Regions from separate parts of the Mus musculus genome. Here regions 2 and 3 are each linked to region 1. Evidence: chromatin contacts called from public promoter capture Hi-C data. All regions are on one chromosome and are shown on one strand. Each heading gives the region's core, a stretch centred on a gene start, on an enhancer-like site or on the middle of the called end of the contact. The rest is flanking DNA. Distances are from core to core; before and after follow the strand shown. Region 1 holds the start of Hbp1 (high mobility group box transcription factor 1). Region 2 holds the start of Dld (dihydrolipoamide dehydrogenase). Region 3 has its middle 25 kb from the start of Dld.

The links. Promoter capture Hi-C pulls out the DNA fragments that hold promoters and counts their contacts.
Region 2: a contact with region 1 is called in a promoter capture Hi-C map of liver, with 8 times the contacts expected there. The contact joins the promoter of Dld here to the promoter of Hbp1 in region 1. A contact is called at or near these places in 21 of 39 promoter capture datasets (the 3T3-L1 cell line, 3T3-L1-derived adipocytes, the C10 cell line and 13 more), 5 of 484 Hi-C or Micro-C datasets (B cells, CD4 T cells, CD8 T cells and 1 more), 8 of 115 datasets of contacts at active chromatin or transcription factors (astrocytes, bone marrow-derived macrophages, effector CD8 T cells and 5 more) and 3 of 9 other capture datasets (adipose tissue, embryonic stem cells and liver).
Region 3: a promoter capture Hi-C map of second pharyngeal arch cranial neural crest shows a contact between it and region 1, with 4 times the contacts expected there. The contact joins the enhancer-like site here to the promoter of Hbp1 in region 1. A contact is called at or near these places in 15 of 39 promoter capture datasets (the 3T3-L1 cell line, 3T3-L1-derived adipocytes, the C10 cell line and 10 more), 3 of 484 Hi-C or Micro-C datasets (the N1E-115 cell line, ganglionic eminence and uterus), 12 of 115 datasets of contacts at active chromatin or transcription factors (astrocytes, embryonic hindbrain, embryonic limb bud and 9 more) and 1 of 9 other capture datasets (adipose tissue).

What each region holds. Positions count from the first base shown.
Region 1 is chr12:31,948,968-31,951,518 of GRCm38.p6, forward strand. Hbp1 (high mobility group box transcription factor 1) reads right to left here and starts at 1,278. Exons shown (of 11, transcript NM_153198.3): 1 at 1,229-1,278. The coding sequence starts at 1,243.
Region 2 is chr12:31,350,208-31,352,758 of GRCm38.p6, forward strand. Dld (dihydrolipoamide dehydrogenase) reads right to left here and starts at 1,264. Exons shown (of 14, transcript NM_007861.5): 1 at 1,094-1,264. The coding sequence starts at 1,132.
Region 3 is chr12:31,375,203-31,377,753 of GRCm38.p6, forward strand. No RefSeq gene overlaps it. Among named protein-coding and RNA genes, the nearest start is that of Dld, 25 kb to the left of the region's middle. Within about 2 kb of position 1,284, at least 52 of the 459 cell types and tissues checked have an H3K27ac peak or open chromatin away from gene starts, as enhancers often do. A contact at or near this core is called in the N1E-115 cell line, embryonic limb bud, second pharyngeal arch cranial neural crest and 1 more, where this site is marked.

The DNA of each region.
Region 1 (2,551 bases), core at 28-2,527:
AAAACTTGTCTTAAGTTTTCTTTTTTCAATGTAACTCCACTTCCCCCAATACTCTTGGTTCGACAAAGCTGGGGTTAAAGGGAGAGGTGAAACACCGGAACCAAAACACAAAATTACGGCTCCAAATCACCGCTGTAACTACTTAAGTATTTATAATTGCTAAAATCATTCTTCGACTGTAACCCATCCTAAACCCCCGCCCCTCTCCCTAGAGAATAAAGCTCCCTTAAGCCCAACTGAGTCCCCCCCAGCAGGTACAAAGTGCCAGGAACCGTGTCCCGCCCAGCTGTCAGTGCCTTCGCCGGCTGAGAAGTCCCAGGGAGTGAACTCCGGAGCGCTCAGCGCCGGGAGCACGCGAAAGCGAGGCTCGGGAAGCCGGCTGCGCCCCAACTCCTTTTTGTTTTGTTTAAATCGGCCTGCAGAGGGAGGAGCCGGGCCTCGCCCGCGGGCCTAGTCGCCGGGTCAGGCCGAGCAGCGCCTCCCGGAGCCGGCCAAGTCCACCCCCACCTCTTTCGCCATTCATCGCTTCCTCCCCTCCCCCCCATCATGTGACCGCAGCCTGGACGCCAGGCTTGTTTTTCCCCCTTAGCGCAGCCCCACCGCGCACCGCGCAGGCGCCTCGGAGCCCATTCATTCGAACTGCGTAACAATGAGCCCCGGGCCCGACGGCTCCGCGAGCTCCCCCGCCCGGCCCGGGCCCCGGAGGCAGCTTCGCCTCCCCGGAGCCCCCGGCCCGCTGGAGCTCGCGGCCGGCGTCCGCCCTCGGCCCCCGCAGCGGGGAGTGGCGAGGCAAACTTTCCGGAGCCCTCCGGAGCGCCAGGCCCCTCCCCTGCCCCGGCCCCTTCCCCGCCGGCCCCCACCGCGAGCGCCACCGAGCCCCGAGCTCCGCCACCCCCACCACCCCGAGTCCTGGGAGCCGCGGCCGTCCAGGCTCGGAGAGCTCCCGGGAGGCCCGGACGGCGGGTTCCGCGCAGGGGATCCAGTGCCCAGAGTCCCAAGGGTCTCCGCTCTCGCGGCCGCTGCCCGGCCCCGAAGCTCCAGCCCCTCCCTTGCCCACCCCCCACCCCTCAGAAACCCCGCGACCACACAGAGTCAGGACGCAGGCCGTCTGTCGCGACAGCGTCGCCAGCTGCTTGCCTGCGCGTTTCCCGACGGCTGCCCACCTCTCTGTGGCGCGCCGCGACTCCCACCGCCGCGTTTACTCCTCAGCCGAAACTTTCCTACTTACCAAACCCGTCGCCATTACCAAGTCTTTCAAGCTTCGTCTTCCCCCTCCCCTGAAGCCCCCGGGGGGCTGAGCCTTCGTCCACCTTTCTCGTCTTTAATTGGTCTGAAGAACTGCCACTCTAAGGTTCCGCCTTTCCATTGGAAAGTGCCGTAGTCCGTCTCGGTGGGCGGGCATGTATTGACTTTTCTCTTGTGTTTACTGGAGAAGGTGGCTTGTCAATCACTACAGAAAGCGCTTTGGATTGGATTGCTGCCGAGACACGGGGGACGGGAGCCAAACTTTGCTATCGAAGTGGATTGTGGGTTAGTAGTCTCAGCCTTGCTCCTTAGCTGAGGAAATTACCGGGGGGGAGGAGCTGACTGAACTACATATCCCAGAGGTACGCGCACAACGCAGTCTTGATAGTAAACAAGAGTCATAGGGACACGTGTATCAGCTCGTTTGTTTTGGTGTCTGAGACAAAAGGGAGGGGGCGGAGGATAGGAGTGTTTTAAAGCCAGGGCCACCTCTCTTCCTTTAGGCCTCCCAGAGGGCCTAGAGCGTCCTTGGTTGGGTATTTCAGCACCCATTCCAGGCCATAAACAGCAGAGTCGCTTGCTGCTCAAAGTTTGGCTGGTGGCCAAGGTATTGTTTTAGTGCGAGGGGAAGAAGATGACTGCACAAGCGGAAGCAGTGCAGGCTAGCCAGGGACTTGATCACTTACAAATCACGGCCCAAGCACGTTGGGGATTACAAAAGTTGATTCAGTACTGCCCTCCCTTAGCAGATGAGCTAGACAGATTTTTTTTTTTTTTTTTTTTTAAACTTAACCAGCCCTTGACTCAATACGCCGCCAACAACAACTGGGGAAGATTTACCAGTGTCCAGTTTGACCAGAATTAGTTGAGACACAGCCAAGTGCCATGTACTGTAGGGTTTAAGAATGAGACAGTATCGGACTCAAGAATTTATACAGCTGTTTAGAGTACTGGACTATTGCTTTGAATTTGAGGCATTCGAAGCGATGTTTCCTTATTGGCCTACATTTTCTTTTAAATTAATACAGAGGAGTGTAGATAGACTGTATTTGTCCGAAGTTAGTTGCTAGGTTACTTGTGTCTTTGGTGAATATTTTTAACTGTCTCTCCCTCCCTAAGCGTTCAGACAGAAAACTGCCTTTCCACTCTGTTTCTACTAGAAGTTCCTCCTGATTTTTCTAAGGGAGTTACCAAAAGTGGGGAATGGCTTTTCTGTGTTAGTTGCTTCCTTTTAAAGGAGGTTGCTCATAGCATCTGGGTGCAGTCAGTCTGTAATTGGCATTTTTACTATTCACATTATAAGCAT
Region 2 (2,551 bases), core at 14-2,513, 600 kb before region 1:
GAATTCAGGTATTTAAGTATTTCAATGATATTCATTTCATCTGTCATTCTGCTTCCTAACAAATCTACTTAACAGTCTGTAATCACTTATAAGATCTATAAAGATGTTCTTAAGCCACCAACTGGACTAGGAAAATGTACCAACAACGGAGTGGCCTCACATTCTGGAAGTCCCACAAATTGCATCATAATCTCACACTCTCTAAGCAGTGTGACTACCATTTCCTAAGGCCAGGGCCACATAAAGAAAGCACACTTCCAGCTCCTATCACAGCGAGTAAGCAATGGACAGCAGCGACAATATACTCTGATGCAGCAAGGTTTTTTACTTGAAGACAACTTCTGCACCTGAGATCAAGATATGCCAACCAAAGAGGAACAAAGAACTGTCTGTACTGAGAGACGCGGCTCACCTTCTCCCTAAAACAGTGACATTTTGCGTGTTACATTAACTTTTAAAGACACAGACGGCTCAGCCGTGAAGAGTCTCATTTCTGTATTGTCCCTAAAGTTATCCTGCTACCCTGCCACTAGGCCTCATACATTCAATTTGGCAGCTGTCAATTGGCAGGTGAAATGGGAAAGTTGTTTGGACGACAAACCGCTGCAATTAAAACTATAAGCCCCAGGGCCTGACTGATGGCAGGGTGCACTAGTTTAGAGACGTGAATGAAAACAGATCCTTGGAGGAGGAACTCGCGGGACGGTGTGTTGGAGCTGACCACGTCTGGGCCAGTCGGGCCTCAAGGTTACTTCCCCGCCGTAGGAGAGTAGGCCACCCCCCGGGTCATTAGGATGAGGCGAAAGGTAGGAAGGGGCAGGCCGCGCGTGGCAAGGGTCATTTACTCCTCCCCGAAACTGGGGGAGGGCCCAGGCCCCTGGACCAGCGTCCGGGTCGTGTGGGGCTGCGGGCAGTCATTCCGCAGCAGGGCCCTCCCGAGCCCGGGCTCGCGCTCCCCGCTGCCTCGGGAGGCCGCACCGAGCCGGCATAGAGGCGGGGCCGCGGCGGTTCCCGGCGGCAGGCCGCGTCCGGGCCCACAGCGGGCGTCTAAGTGCCTGTGGTCCAGCATCATCCCCTCGCGGGCCGCCCTCACCTTGGCCAAGGAGCGGTACACACGACTCCAGCTCTGCATCGTCCCTCGGTCCCGTCCCTCCAACCAGGGGTTTTCACCTCCGCTGAACGCCTGGTAAGACTTATCCAAGGTCTCCCCACCCTGCGCCTGCGCAACATATACGTCATCGCCGAGGAGCAGCGCGATTGGCCCGAAAGGCAGAGGCTTTCCGGTCGCTTCGTCGTGCGCTGTCGTGAAGGGCGCTGCGCTTTGTGGCAGCTGGGGAATTGGAGAACTGTTGCTCAAATGACTGGAGTAGAGTTGCAAATTATCCTTGAAAGACGAACTAGATAAATAAAAATGTTGTTTCTTCAGTAAAGCCCACAGAAAGTAAAGTTTAAATAGGAAAGGAAGAAAAGTTTGACAACTTGACAAGCTTATGGTTGTGCTAGATATTCGTGGGCAGTAGGCTTTATCTAGCTTTACAAAAACCGTATGAACTGTTTGCATTTTCTGGATGGAGCCCTGAGAGGTTAAAGAAAGCAAAGGAGAGGTAACTGCAGCTCTACGAACAAAGGCTTTGATTTTAACGGCTGGTTTACAATCTCTGTTCTCGAAGGCAATGGAAAGGATAGGCTTGAACCTTTCTTCACCAACATCCTGTTCTGAAAACTGCGCTAACAAAAAGTATAGAAAACAAGCTCCCTTCTATTTTTGTATTTTGAAAGCACGCCTCCCTTGTAGAAGAAACTAGAAGGGTTGGGATGGTGGGTGAGGTGTTAGGTTTTCATTGAGAGTGCACCTAAAAGATTGCTAACTGTTGTCTATAAGATTGAGCACAGAGCCTGGCGTGGTGGGCTACGCCTTTAATCCCAGCACTCGGGAGGCAGAGGCAGGCAGATTTCTCAGTTCGAGGCCAGGCCAGCCTGGTCTACAGAGTGAGTTCCAGGACAGCCAGAGCTCCCTATCTCGAAAAACAAAAACAAAAACAAAAAAAAAAAAAAAATTGAGCACAGAGATTTAAGGTCTGATACCACTTTGTAATAACAGTCTCTAGTTTAAACCTTAACTCTATACTTCTCAAAAGTTTACAGCCCAGGCACTGTACTGAACTCCATAGAGTTAGGGATTAGATGAATATTACTTCTTACCTATCTATGCCCATTTAGAAGGAAAAAGACATGAATAAATGATTTTTTAATGTTATGACGAAAGCTAGCTGTTACCAAATATTAATCACCACCACAACCCCTTTTTGGTTTCTTGAGAGAGTGTCTCATGTGTCCCAGACTGGCTTCAAACTCAATATAGAGCTTAGAATGACCTTGAATTTATAGTCCTCTTGCCTTCATCTCCTGAGTGCTGGGATTACAGGTGCCCACCACCATGTGTTGCTGATTGCTGGGAACGGAACCCAGAGCTTCTAGTATACCAGGCAAGCATTCTTCACCTGAGTTACATCTTAAGCCCTTGTTTTCCCCTTTCATAAGATAAGAGATT
Region 3 (2,551 bases), core at 34-2,533, 570 kb before region 1:
CGTTCCTTTTTTACTTTTTAAAAAAACACATGACTGTTAGAATATAATTTATATATGTTGCCTTTATCTGTCTGCACGTCAGTGGCTATCAATTTATCTGTATTGGACATCTCTGCTCTGAAAACTACGGATGAGGTAGGCTGACTTCTTGACAGGCTTCAAATTGGCAGTTCAGGAGACTAGGCCTAAATCTTTGTTACTACGAACTGGGCAAGTCTGGGCAAGTCCAGGCCCTGCCCCCTGGCCTGAGGCAAGGACAAAGGGTCAGCCGCAGTTTCCAGACTTCCTCAGCAACAGTTTCCAGTCCCCCACCCCCACCCCAGCAATGGGTTCTGGAATGTCTCTAGAGATAGAGCCAACGATTAAGATAGAGGTCACCTACCCCTCCCCAGAATTCCCCTAATATGCTTTAAGTCTGGACTGGAAGCTTACTGGGGCACCTCCATCATGGTAGATGGTAGACCCCAGCATGCAGATGTCTGCAGAATAAAACACTCTCTGCTTTTGCATACTATTTGAGTCTGGGGTATGATTCTTTGGTGAGTCATGGACCCTTACATGGGTAGGGCTTGATACTCAAGCGTGGCCACAGTCGTTAGTTCACAGACTTACATCACAGGAAGGAGGGGGGAGGAGAAGGAAGAGGAGGAGGAGGAGGGAGAGGAGAAGGAGGAGGAGGAGAAAGAGATGAAGACTTTAGATGCTCAAGTGGACACAGAGATAAGACATTGCACTGTTTTACTCCAAGTACATTAGAATAGATCAAATAAAAAGGAATTTAGAGCCAATCAAAATAAAGAAGCAGCTTCGGAATGACTCAGAGTCCTCAAGGAAGCCATGCTTGTGCTTGGCTCTACCCCTGCATGCTTCAGGTCTAACTAGCTAACATATATTGTTTTGCACACAAAAAAATTGGGGGGTGGGGGTGGGCGTGGAATCTCTATTAGCTGCAACAAAAAGACTTCTGACTAGTACACCTTGGCATTGATGGAGTGGCAAACAAATAGTTAAAAACAGAGGGAGCGAGGCTGGGAAACAAATAGTTAAAAACAGGAAGCGAGGCTGGGAAACAAATAGTTAAAAACAGAGGGAGCGAGGCTAGGAAAGAAATAGTTAAAAACAGAGGAAGCGAGGCTGGGAAAGAAATAGTTAAAAACAGAGGAAGCGAGGCTGGGAAACAAATAGTTAAAAACAGAGGCAGCAAGGCTGGGAAAAGGCTTAGCTGGTAAAGGGCTTGCCCGGCAGGCGTGGGGACCTCAGTTTCAATCTCCAGCATCCTTGTAAATAAACCTCACTACCGCAGCACACACCGTAATCCCAGCATAGGGAGGTAGAGGGAGCTCCCTGTCCCGCCAAAATAAGCAAAACAAACGAGTTGTAGGTTCAGCGAGAGATTCCCGTCCCTTCCTGAAGAAGACATTTGACACCAACCTCTGGCTTCCCTATACACCCCCCCACACACATGCGCCTGCATACACACATGCATAAATAAGGAAATTACTGTTCAAATGGATGAAAGCTAAGTGGCAAGGATACATTAACATGCTATTTGGTGATAAATAGATCAGCTAAGGTTTGCTCAAAGAAAGAAGCGGGCATCCTGTGGTTGTTTGATTGTCTTGGGTAGCCCTGGAATGTTCGCTCTGCCTGTTTCTCTGGCTTGGGATCAACAAGAAAGAGTATTTCCTTATCTCTTTCCCTCAAGAGGATTGCTTTTCAGAGTTTCTCTTATCTTAAAAGGATGAATTCTTGAAGTACCTAAATCAGAGTGTTGAGTGTTTGAACTATATTAACATCTATGAAATCGGAGAAGAGACTGTGCGACCATTCGACCATTCGACCACGCAAGGTAAAGGTCAGTGCTTGAGGCACTAGGGAGTAAATAAGAGAAAACTGAGCATGTTCTCAGCTTCCTGGCTCGGGATCCTTAGACTTAGGAAAGACTAGAAGAGTCGACACAGTGGGGGCAGGTGTCTGGGTTGAGGCTCACAAGCCGTTTGTGTATTCTCTTAGTGGATGAGGGTACTCCCAAAGCGTCTCTTGTCACTTCTTTGTCCTACCCACAATATGACTTCATGAAACCCTCGGGCTCTGGAGCTCACCAGGCAAGAGTCTCCACCTCATCTGCTGTGGATGCACTTCCTGATCTCCCAGAATGCTCAGCCACTGCTCCACTCAAAGCAGCTCCTCCCACAACAGTGGCGTGTTTGGATGCAGGGCCACGAAGCCAGTCTCCTTTGTAGCGAAGCACCCGAAGCGCATTGCTTTGTGGGTATCTGTGTGCGGGAGAATAAGCACGCCACACGGGCAGAGCTCTTTTTCCTCCTCCGTGTACCCATTGCATTCATCTTCCTCCTCCGTTTTCTATTGATAGCCAGTTCTTCTCAAGTTTCTTCAAGCTCAGTGATGGGAATAGTTACCCTTGTCCCTGGTGTACCTTAACCACTGCCCTTATTTCCCACAACTCTTCTCCAAGCCAGCCAGTCCTATGTGTTTTGCCTCCTTGAAACCTGCCCTCTTTCTCAGATGACCACTGGTTTCATACATAAAG